Linked DNA regions of Gasterosteus aculeatus: region 1 is linked to region 2. The links are chromatin contacts, called in public Hi-C maps. All regions are on one chromosome and are shown on one strand. The core of a region is the stretch at or near the end of the contact, and the rest is flanking DNA. Distances in the headings are between cores, read along the strand shown. Region 1 overlaps zcchc7 (zinc finger, CCHC domain containing 7). Region 2 holds the start of LOC144383173.

Region 1 (5,289 bases), core at 1,431-3,930, 97 kb after region 2:
GTACATGTAAAAACAATGTTAACAGTGTGGGTATTTACTTTTCCCCAACTAAATTTTATCATACAATTTATAATAATACAGGCTAAAACAATAAAGAAGACAGCAGCTGAAAAAGTAACACCTGCTATTTACACAGAAATGACCTCAGCATTGGTCATTCAGGAAGTCTGTGGTGACCTTTAGGTCCGCGTTGAGACCGGCACCCGTCTGACAAAACCTCACTCAATAATTGAACCTAACAAATGACCTGAAATTCAAATAGAGAATTACGAGCACTCTTGGCTCCTCTGTTCTTTCTGCTGAACTTGAAATTACAAGTTTAACGTTTCAACCTTTCTTCCATTTCTTCTGTCCTTCCCTCTGTCTGGCTGACCTCTTTTTTTCCCCCCATTCATCTTACAAGAATGAGCTCAATTAAAAAAAATCCTTTAAATCCACATCTATTCAGGCAGCTGTTTTTGCTGTCTCATCATTGTACAGTATGTGGACTCTGCGGTCTCTCTATTCTCCTTTACACTGAGACTCCGGCGGCCCGGAGGAGACTGGGGAGGGCACCGGTGTAAAGGAGGGAGGGGGGGGGGGGGGGCATTTGCGTGTTTTTCATCTAGTTCTATTAACAGCGAGCAGCCGACATGAAGGAGAGAAAGTGCCGCAGGCGAAGAAGAGCGTGACACTTCAATGCCATTCACACGTCTTCTTCACAGCTTAGACAACAAACTAATAAAATAGAGCTGAAAGCTTTCATTTTAGCCAACTACTTAAATAATAATCTTTAAGATAAAAATCTTGATTTGCTGTCACCAGCAGAAAATGACTCGGCAAACAGCGTAAAACAAGTTTATGGCATCAATGTCTGGTTTCAACTCCTCTCCACTTACAGCCTGATGTTCATGAGTTAAAATAAATGTCGACGCTTTGTCTGCTCTAGGACCGCGTGATTGACAGGTCCCCACCACGCCGTTGTCCCGAGAGAAAAACCTGTAAATGTCCACATGTGCTTCCTTTGGGAGTTTTTGGTACAGGTGTCTTTGCAGACTACATGCTAAACCACAGGAACGTACACGCGCCCAGGTGAGGTGTTATCGGAGGTCCTGCAGGCTCCACTCGCTCTTTGTGGCTCTCTCTGGCTTAGCTGGATGGCGTCCATGCAGGTGGAAGTGTGTGTGTGTTTGATATGCTGCCTGGCGGTGTAACGTCCCGGTTCGGCATCGTGACCGGGGGCCGCAGGAGTGCGTTGCACGTGCGTAGCTGCTGGCCGTGAACACAGAGCAGCGGACTTGCTCCTAGATCGGAATAGATTAGCTCCAATCCTCTGTTCCGCCGGCCGCGCTCCGACCAGATTACCTCCTCACCCCCGCCTCACATTATCTCAACATTCCAGTGGCATTTCCCCTCTCTGCTAACGACAAAATCAGGAGTCCCGCTGACTGACGGGAGGAGATACGACGAGCTTCTGGGAATTCTCTGTGTGTGTGTGTGTTCAGGTCTTTGTGACACAAAGGGGGCAGAAATCACATCTGGTTATTCGGAGACGCCCCGTCCCCTTCCTCCTCCAGAGCCCCACACACCTCCACCTCAGACGGGTGTCCAGGACGATTGATTCTCTCCTTCCCGTCCAACACTGGCAGAAAACTATAATTGGATTCTTTACAATTTTTTCCATTAGCCTTAATAAATCCCAACGGAAGAGTAAACGGATTGGAGGTTCTCTGGTTAATTCATCGATTCTCCTTGAAAACACGCTGTGTTCACATTATAGCCATTTCGCAATGGTCTAATTACCCCCCCACCCCCTGTTAACATAATGTGTACATACTGGCACACAGACACACACTCGCGCACCATGAGGGTGTGTTTGTTTTGGTAGGAGCCCAGTCGTGGTGGTGATGTGTTGTGAGGCTGTTTATAATGATAAAAACACGCAGTCGATCCCCGCGGCTCTGGTAACAGGCAAACCTCCCCCCCTTACACACACACACACACACACACACACACACACACACACACACAAGTCTGTTTGCTTCTCGGATTGTGTTCAATAACTGTGTGTGTTTGTGTGCGTTCCTTCCCGATTGTTGTCAGTAACTGTCTGAGCTTTGTGTCGGCCGAAGGATTATCACGGCAAGGAGGTGTGTGTGTGTGTGTGTGTGTGTGAGGCCACGGATGGCTGGTTGTCTGTGTCCACCCAGCGAAGCCCTTAGGACCTTTCTTCAACACCCTCGTACACACACACACACACACACACTCGGTCCTCTTCCAGCTTCCGTCCCCTGGTGTGTCTGACTGGCAAAGTGTCCCATCAGCAGGAGGTGGATGAGACTCAGAGGCCTGTTAGTCAAACACACACACACAAGCTTTTGTTTTGTTCAATGTCGTCTCCCACGCCGGGAAAAAGCCTGTCAGGACCGTTTATGAATAGAGAGGTTATGATCTTTTTTTGGGGGGAAAGCAGGAAAGATGAATAATTGATTAATTTAACCAGATTAAATGTCTTGAACAGAAAACACGAGTCATCTGAATAAAATAAAAAATGGTGCGACAGGATGATGTGTTAAAACCTAGAAAAACACCTCTGAGAATCCTTGTGGAGCCAAAACAACCAGCCATCTCAAAGGAACACACACACTCGCACTGACTCGCACATCGCTTCAGGCCGCGTGTTGGTGATGTCATCAACGGTCACAACCAGGAAATAGTGTCTGTTTGAACCACTTCTTCTTTCCCGTCTGTTGAAGCGTCTTTGTGAGACTGTGGGAACCGTCTCAGCAAACGGATGTTATCTGTCTTCTAAAATATGCTGAGAACAGCAGGTTTATAGCTCTATTAAAATATTTCTACAGCATGATTGTTCAGTAACAGACAGAAGACGGAAGCTTTTTTAATTTATTTTTTAAGAGATAATAAAGGGGAAACTTTTTTTTTTCCTCCATTTAAAGAAAAAAAAAAAATGTATGCATGACTCAAGCATGTGCTTTTTTTACTAGCGTGATGACTGAGCGTTAAGCCCAATCTGTGGAATCAATCTGCTTCCTCCCCTCTGGGCCTTAAAAGAGAGACTAACACTAGATCGGTGGCGGGCGAGTCAAAGCTAAGCGTCAACATAAATGTCTTCTTGACTTACCGCCGTACAGCCGGACTCTTCTCCAAAGACACCAAAGCGATAGGCAGACAACTCCTCACACGCACGCACAGCTTTTTATTTATTATTTCAGTCAACTATAACAGCTTGATGGGGGAGTCGCGGGGGGGTGGGGGGGGGGGAGATTTAATTTCTCTCTCTCTGCTGCTTTCATTGCGTCTGTGTGCCGGATCAGAGTACGCAGAGATAACGTGAGCCCAAGGTCAGGGGGGGAGACACAGGGAGACCTGCAGCCAATTTACATGAACGATGAATGGGCGAGGGGGTGGAGGGGTGGGACAGGGGGGGGGCTCGATACCGGGGACTGTGTTCTCCTTAGGGTGCACGTGTGTGTTCATTGGGCGTGTGTGCGTGCGTGTGTGTGTGTGTGTGTGTGCGTGCGTGCGAGCGGTCTGTGATCTCCTGGCCTTTGTGATGGAGATGGGACCGGCCGGCCTGACCCGATAATGACGCGATGCTCTAATAGCATTCATCCTTTCTGCTGCAAAACTACTCAAGCGGAAAAGAGCGAGAGGAGAGGGGGAGGAGAGGGGGAGGAGAGGAGGAGGGGGAGGAAAAGAAAAGTGGGGGCCGGTTAGGGAAGCTATGTTTAAAATACGACGCAAATCATTTGTAATCTCAGAATCAGGGTTCAAAGAGGGACGGGTGGGGGCACCTTAGATCAGTGTGAAGCTGTGTGTGTGTGTGTGTGTGTGTGTGTGTGTGTGTGTGTGTGTGTGTGTGTGTGTGTGTGAGACATTTAGCAGTAAATACGCTGTGACTGTGTCTCCTCGCTCTCTTTATCGGTTCATATTTGCTGCGGGCGACGGAGCGTGGAAGGCTTTCAGGACGCCGGCCCAAAGGGGACGGGACCCTGTGTCCCGCACACACGCAGACGCTTGCTTATCACGAAGGGTCATTACAGGCCTCTAACTACAGCCTCCGCAATCAGCGCGTTACATCGGCAGACCTGCGCAGCGCGTACCAGTAAAGACCATGGGAATGAGAGCAGGGGGACACAAATAGACGGTGACACCGCCACAGTTATTTCTTTTTTTTTTCGTTATGAAAAGAATAATCCCGTAACAATCCCTCCCCCCTTTTTCACTCCCTGCGTCTGTGCTTAGACCAAGGCGGGAACTCCCACCAGCCTGCGGCACGACCAGGCGGGGGGGACGCGGCCGGCCTACTGCTACAACTGCTCCATGAGGGGACACTTTGGACACGTGAGTACCTCGCTGTGTCCCCTCTGCAGTAACTTTCCCACCCATATTGTTCTGATGCGACCCGACGCGTTTTCACCAGGCGTGTGGAAGCCAGAAGATGTACAACTGGACGTATCACTGCAGCACTTTCATCAACTACTACGACACGAAGAGAGACATCAAACGCAGAGAGCAGTCGGTGTCGGCGAAGGCCAAAGGTGAGTCGCACAAACAGGCACTTCCACCCGCTCGTCTTTGTGATGATGCCTCTTTGACCTTTGGCCTTCTGCCTCTGCAGGCAGCTGGAGGGTTTGTTTGCTGTCAGTTGTGAGAGCAGAAGTATACAGACATTACCAATACATGAATGTACAGCAAAAAGCTGTGTATTACTTGTTCAAATGATAGTATTATCAAAAAGAATGAGAAGTCCCCTCCACTCCAAACGCCTTCTGCTTTTGACCGTAACTATCAAAGTCTGTGCCATTCCTCTAATGAAGAGCCGGATCCCTAAAAAAGATTCCAAAATACTCAGCAAGCTGGATTCGGTTCTTCAAAATTCATTAGCCGACGTCTGATGAGTGAAACCGAAACACATATCAAAGACAAAAAGGATATCGAACCTGACACGTTAGAGGGCCCCAAACGAGCCCGAGTACCAGAAATAAATACACGCTGCGTCAGCTATGAGCCAACAAGCAGCGTGAAGAGACAAAGACGCTGTCTACGTGTATCGCTGGGACTCATACATGCATTCATTTCTTTCTCCAATCTAATTTATTGTAAAAATGTCTTTGGGTTTGCTGACAACTATTAGACAATTATGTCTGACGCTTCTGTTTCAATCTTTAAGAATGGAATTTACTTCATCTTACGTTTTATGTCAAATTTTCACTAAAGAGGGAAGACAAAATATTACAATTGCTTTACAGTTATTTAAAAAAATGAATCACTAGTGTTGAATTCACT
Region 2 (5,804 bases), core at 1,725-4,224:
CCGGTCACTTTGTCCGCTGTGGTCGCAGCGGCTCCCCCGCGCGCGCTCTCTCAACACGTGTGACCTCCCACAGTGGCGGTACGACCAGACGACCGCCACCTACCTGCTGCTGCTGTCCAAGAAGCAGAGGGGGAGGCCTGTTCGCCTGCGGCCCGAACCCACCGCGCGCGAGGACTCCTGCTCACCGCTGCACCAGGGACTACAGGTCTCCTGGGCTCCGTTCTCTGTGACTCCACCCGTGACACCAGAACCTCCTGGTTTTAGTTTGACCCCTTTGACCTCCTGTTGTCTTCCTTTGCCCCGTGCGTCCAGACGAGGGAAGCCCTCCACTTCAGCGAGGACGAGGACGCTGTCATCGTGGGTTCTCTGGACTTTGCCTCGGATTACGTCGACGACTGGGCTCGGGTCCCACGATACACACCAAAGGGGGTCCGAGGTCAGCCGGATGGCGCGGCCAACCACAGGAACGCGGTATGGGAACGCCGCAACGCCAAGTCTTTTGCCTCATGGATGGGGGAGAAGAAAAAAAAATGACCTCACCAATTTCCTCTCTTCTGTGCTCCCAAAGACCCCAGCGTCTCCGTCAGAGACCCCAGAGAGAGGCCGAGCCACAGCGCCGCACCGCCAGGAGAGGAGGGGCCGAGACCAGGAGAACAAGGAGAACGTGGCCGTGCAGGAGAAGGACGTGGACATATTCGCGCTGCCGCCTCCTCGCACGCCTGCATCCGGCAAGAAGAGCAGCCGGCCCAACAGGAACGCGTTGACCACGCCCAACCACAACGCTAACGTCACTCCTAAAGGTAAGGGGAGTGCTGGGGTAGAGGCCACGCAGCTCAAGTTTATCACGTGCTTTTGTTTGTACGCCATAATTGTTTTTGTTCCAAAGAAGCACTTCTCCATTTGATTATTTAGCCGGCTGTCCCTCTCCACGCCGCTCTCTTCCATTTATTTGTTCTGTCGCTCTTATAATCACGTCCACGTGCCACACATTTGCAAATAAATTGTCCCGTGGTAATAAACTCGTTTATTTGGGCCGGTTTCCACGCCGAAGCCTCTCATATTTCCGACGATGTAGCTCATTAGGGAAATCGCCGGAAACGGACACACGCAAACTTATCTCTTGTCAACTCGCCACCGAGGCTATTATCGGGGCGCTAATTCTGTCCACTTATCTGCAAATGAAGGACGCCGTTATGAATGAAGGATCATTAAAGTCTCAATTGTTTTTCAAAGTGAATCGGCTGCTGGGATGTGTGGCCGCGTTGGTTTCCTCTGACGGCGTTAAACCCCGTTGGCACGTGGCTCGGTCCTGCTGCGCGCTCTGCCTCCTGCTGCCTGAGCTGCGGCGCAGACGTGCTGAAACACACAGACACACACACACACACATATAAAGTGGTGTGTGTGTGTGTGTGTGTGTGTCCCCAGGCGTGTGCTGTGACAGGTGTAGCTGTCTCTTCCTCTGCTCACCGTCCCACGTGGGCTGTAGTGACATGTGTTTTCTTGCCACTAAATCTCTCTCCCTTTTGTGTGTGTGTGTGTGTGTGTGTGTGTGTGTGTTCTGAATGAATCTTCTATTAAAACAAAACTCAAAAAACCTCAAATCAAATGTCTCGTTGTAAATGTTCCGCTGCAGGGCGATGCTAGTGGTGAGTGAGGTTAACGTGTCTGTACCCTTTGTTTTTAACCACGGGGTCTATTCCTGTTTGTCTGTCAGGATGCGGCAGCGCTTCTAAAGAGCACGATAAGAAGCGAGCGGCAGAGCTCAAGGAGCTTGCGGATGTTGAAATCCTGACTTTCAGTCCTGAGCGAAGGTGAGCGGGAAAGTGAGAGCGGCTGGATGTGATGAATATGGACGGGAGGGAGGATCCAACTCGTAGGCAAAGCTTTGTTTACATTGGTGCTTGAGGTCACGGATGCACAGAGGCGTGTATCTACACAAACATTCACCACGCCGAGGAGGGACTGATTACCTGTAAACCATTATCCCATCAACTACTTTATATCCTTTGTATAAGCTCAGTAAAGAAACAATGGTGCCTTTATCAGGGAACTATTTGTGTCATGTGATCGCGTTCTATTCAGAGGTGTCTCCTCAGGGTGGCCGATAAAACAAAGGATTCATTCTAATTCTAAAGAAGGATCTTTGTCCAACTGCCTTGTTAGTTTGAATGAAAGACGCTAAATGATTCTAGAATTGGACTAAAATGTAAAAGCGACCGACGAGGTAAGAGCCCAGCGGGACGACTTGACCTGAGACGCGCTTTGCCGACCCCAGGTCTCGGTCGCTGGACATGGCGGTCGTCGGGGACAGCGAGAAGAAGAGGAGGGGGGGAAAGGTGTTCGGTTCGCTGGAGAGAGGCCTGGACAAGATGATCACCATGCTCACTCCCAACAAGCGGCGAGCGCTGCGAGACGGCCCGCGCAAGATCAAGGTACGGAGCGAGACGGCGCCGCCACCACGCGAGCTCTGCGCCGTGAGCATCGCCCGCATCACCCTGTCTCTCTCTCCTTTCCCTGCTAGGCGCAGTACAACGTCACTCTGACCAGTCAGACCAATCCAGACCAGGTCCTCAACCAGATCCTGTCCAACCTGCCCGAGAAGAACGTTGACTTCACACAGAAGGGGTAAGGAGGCGACTCGCCACGCCCGCCCTCTCTCCCACGCAGACGCCCCCGGCGTTCGATCGCCGTCCCCCTAACGTCCCCGCGCCGCGTTCTCTCTTTAGGTACACCCTGAAGTGCCGGACGAGGGGCGACCACAAGAAGGTAACCATGGCGTTTGAGCTGGAGGTGTGCATGCTGCAGAGGCCGGAGGTCGTCGGGATCCGGCGCCAGAGGCTGAAGGGAGACGCCTGGGTCTACAAGCACCTGGTGGAGGACATCCTGTCCATGTCCAGGATCTGACGCTTCGCACTTTCCTCACGACGCCGCTTCCCGTTGAAGGCACTGGGCCTTTTGCGGTCCTGATGCGTGATGGATGCACAGAGTCACGCACGGCGCCCCAGCCTCATCATTCACAGTGAATACTTCCGTTTGTCCGTAGGCCAGCCTGCAATCCCCCGAGTACATGTTACACGCCAGGATCCTGTACAGCGCGTCTGGCTCTATGCAAAGCGCTGCTCTTTTAATTCGTAACTATTAAGCTACAGGAGGCTGTTTACAGGAAACCTTCGGGCTGCTCATATTTATGTCTCCATGTTTTATTCTCCCCTGTGGATGGAATTCACTGTCATTAATGTACATGCTTGCAATTTGTAAACTTCTCATTGGTGCTTTTAGTGTCTGTCACATTTCTATTGACGTAAAAGGAGCAAAATAAATGATTTCTGGTGACAATACAACAGACAATTTAGATTCATTTATCTACCACGCCATCACACACACACATATATATATATATATATATATATATACACATATATATATATATATATATATATACACATACATTTTGTCATTCACTCAGCAGTTTGATGGAGCAGTGGTGTGTTTTACACTCTTGTCAACATCCTTCTGTTCCTTTCCTGGTCTTCACTCCTCTTTGTTACTAAGATTGATGGTGATGGTTTAGCTGAGTGACAGCATCTGTCAGTTCCTATTTAGTGGAAAGAGATGAATCTAAAGCCGTTACCTTACATGTCGAACACACGTTTCCATCATGGAAACTATTTATGATTACTATTTTTTTTTCCTCCTGCATTTTATAGAAAAATACCACCTACCTGAAATATCTATCTGTGTGTTTTATACTTGAAAGGCACGTTGGATCATTCTTGGCCACGTTGGGAGATGAGTAGAGCGCCCGATGCTTATGGCTGAATAATGATGGCAGCATCTGAAGAGCCCCTCCGCCCCCTCATAACAGCGCTGCGTCTCATCGGCGCCCAATGGCGGCCGGTTCTCCTTGGCGTCCCAGCAGGGGAGGGCGAGGCAACGCCGGGTGGAGCTGATGATAAGGGGGGGGGGGTTTAACCTTAATGCAGTCAGAGAGGATTGGGGGGGGCGGGATGCTAATTTAAGACAGAGGTGAAGGTGGAAAATGGAGAGATCAAATGCAGGTGTGCGCGTGTGTAGACAACAGCTGGAGTCAAAGGCAGCTGTCGCCTTTCTCACATACAAGAGATTCTTCTCTTCACCGGGAAGATCATTCACTTGTTCCTCCTTTAACTAACACGCGAATGAAATCTCGTACTGGTGTGTAAATCTAAATAAAGCGACATGAAGGGATTCTTGTCGTTGTCCCTCCTTTCAAACAGGGGGCACTGCAACCTGTGTGCCCACGTTGGGAACTCCAGCCCATGCTTGTTTGACAGGAGCAGCACAAGAAGGCAAGTCTGAGGAGGACGAAGTCATTAAAGCTGAGCCCTTCGGTGAGTAGAAGTCGTTCTCGCCGGCGGATTTCGGTTCACTTTTTGCGTTTGTTCTTCTCAGGCCTGAGAGACATGAGGCTCCTTCTGACGACCGTCCTCGTCCTCCTTTTCCTCTGTGAGTTTGTTTTTGTGAGCAGAGCGGCGGCTCTGATACGCTCCAATCATTTTTGATTGCAAGAACATTTTTTAGTTTTTTTTTTTGTGAGGCGGCTTGACGACGTCCTTCTGGTATTCTCCTCTGACGGCGTGTCTGTATATTTTTCAGGGCTTCGAAAGTCTCAGATGTCCGATGATGGATTGCGTGGAAATCCTTGTGAGGTAGTTTGATTCAAGTAATTTGGGCTTTTCATCCAGAGGTTCCCAGCTCGAAGATTTACTGCCATTTTCCCTTTTTTTTCTAAAGAAGCTAAAAAGCCAATCCTGAAGTTGGTGGAGACCAAAAGGCCGTCACCTCCACTTTTGTCTCTGTCCCCCTGCAGGCCGCGTCCCTCCTCTCGTCCCCCCTCCTCCTGTACCCGTGGCTGACGTCCACGCTGCTCCGGCTCGTCCTGTCCGTCCCGCCTCTCGTCCTCGGCGCCCTGCATCACTCCCTGGCGCTGCTCCTCGCCTGTCCCTGGTGCGTCGCCGCCGCCTGCGTCTCTCTGCTGCTGACGGGCCTCCGCGTGGCCGTCTACCTGCTCCACCTGGCCCTGGCGATCGGGGCGGTGGCCATTTTGACCCTGGCGCGGCACGAGATGGCCGACGGCCACGCGGCGGACGCGAGAGCTCTGCGCCGGCGGGGGGAAAGCGGAGCGGCGGCGGGCGAGGCCATTGACTGCGGCGAGGATTCGCGGGGCTGATCTATTTCCTCCGAGCTTCCACCTCCGTTCATTTAATGGTCACGCAACGGCGGCTTCGTATTTGCCACAGATTGTGTTTTAAATTGGCTTAGAGAAACTTTGTAGCAGACGAAAATGAATAAATAAAAAGCACCTTTTATCGCGTGTCCTTGTGATCTAAACGAGGGTGAAAACACATCTGCTCGCTGCTACTTTAACAAGTGTACAGTTATTTCTCCATCGGCGTCTCTAAGCGTGCCCCCCCCCAATTATCTGCGGATTGTTGTGCTGTCCCCCCCCCCCCATTCGCAGATGTTATCATTAGACATGTCCGTCAAATGGAGATGAGCGGATAAGGGAAGAGAGGAAGGAATACGAGAACATTTCCTGCATTCATTGTGTGTGTGCGTGCATGCAAATTGTTTTCCTGTGAAAACACTAATAAAGCGAGTTAACAGGGAGAGAAACCGCCGAACTCTCGGAGCAGCGTTCAAACCTGCACCCCAAAAAAACCCCCCCCCATCACTTTTAACAAAACTATTTGCACTCCAGCCGAAAAGGTGGAAGCGGCGGTTGAACTTTCCGCGCTGTTTGTGAGAGAGAGAGACAGACAGAA

The links. A called contact is a pair of places that touch in the nucleus more often than the background predicts.
Region 1: a contact with region 2 is called in a Hi-C map of skeletal muscle, with 4 times the contacts expected there. The contact joins the enhancer-like site here to the promoter of LOC144383173 in region 2. A contact is called at or near these places in 5 of 6 Hi-C or Micro-C datasets (liver, skeletal muscle, tail fin and 1 more).

The regions. Positions count from the first base shown.
Region 1 is chr9:1,766,496-1,771,784 of fGasAcu3.hap1.1, forward strand. zcchc7 (zinc finger, CCHC domain containing 7) reads left to right here. Exons shown (of 10, transcript XM_040187293.2): 8 at 4,246-4,344; 9 at 4,424-4,541. Among protein-coding and RNA genes, the nearest start is that of pgm2, 5.5 kb to the right of the region's middle. Within about 2 kb of position 2,681, at least 3 of the 9 cell types and tissues checked have open chromatin away from gene starts, as enhancers often do.
Region 2 is chr9:1,668,938-1,674,741 of fGasAcu3.hap1.1, forward strand. LOC144383173 reads left to right here and starts at 2,975. Exons shown (of 3, transcript XM_078080054.1): 1 at 2,975-4,485; 2 at 4,636-4,688; 3 at 4,850-5,348. The coding sequence starts at 4,443. The coding sequence ends at 5,209. It overlaps melk (maternal embryonic leucine zipper kinase), which reads left to right. Exons shown (of 18, transcript XM_040187290.2): 12 at 74-205; 13 at 313-471; 14 at 569-800; 15 at 1,715-1,811; 16 at 2,276-2,432; 17 at 2,522-2,625; 18 at 2,727-3,338. The coding sequence ends at 2,904.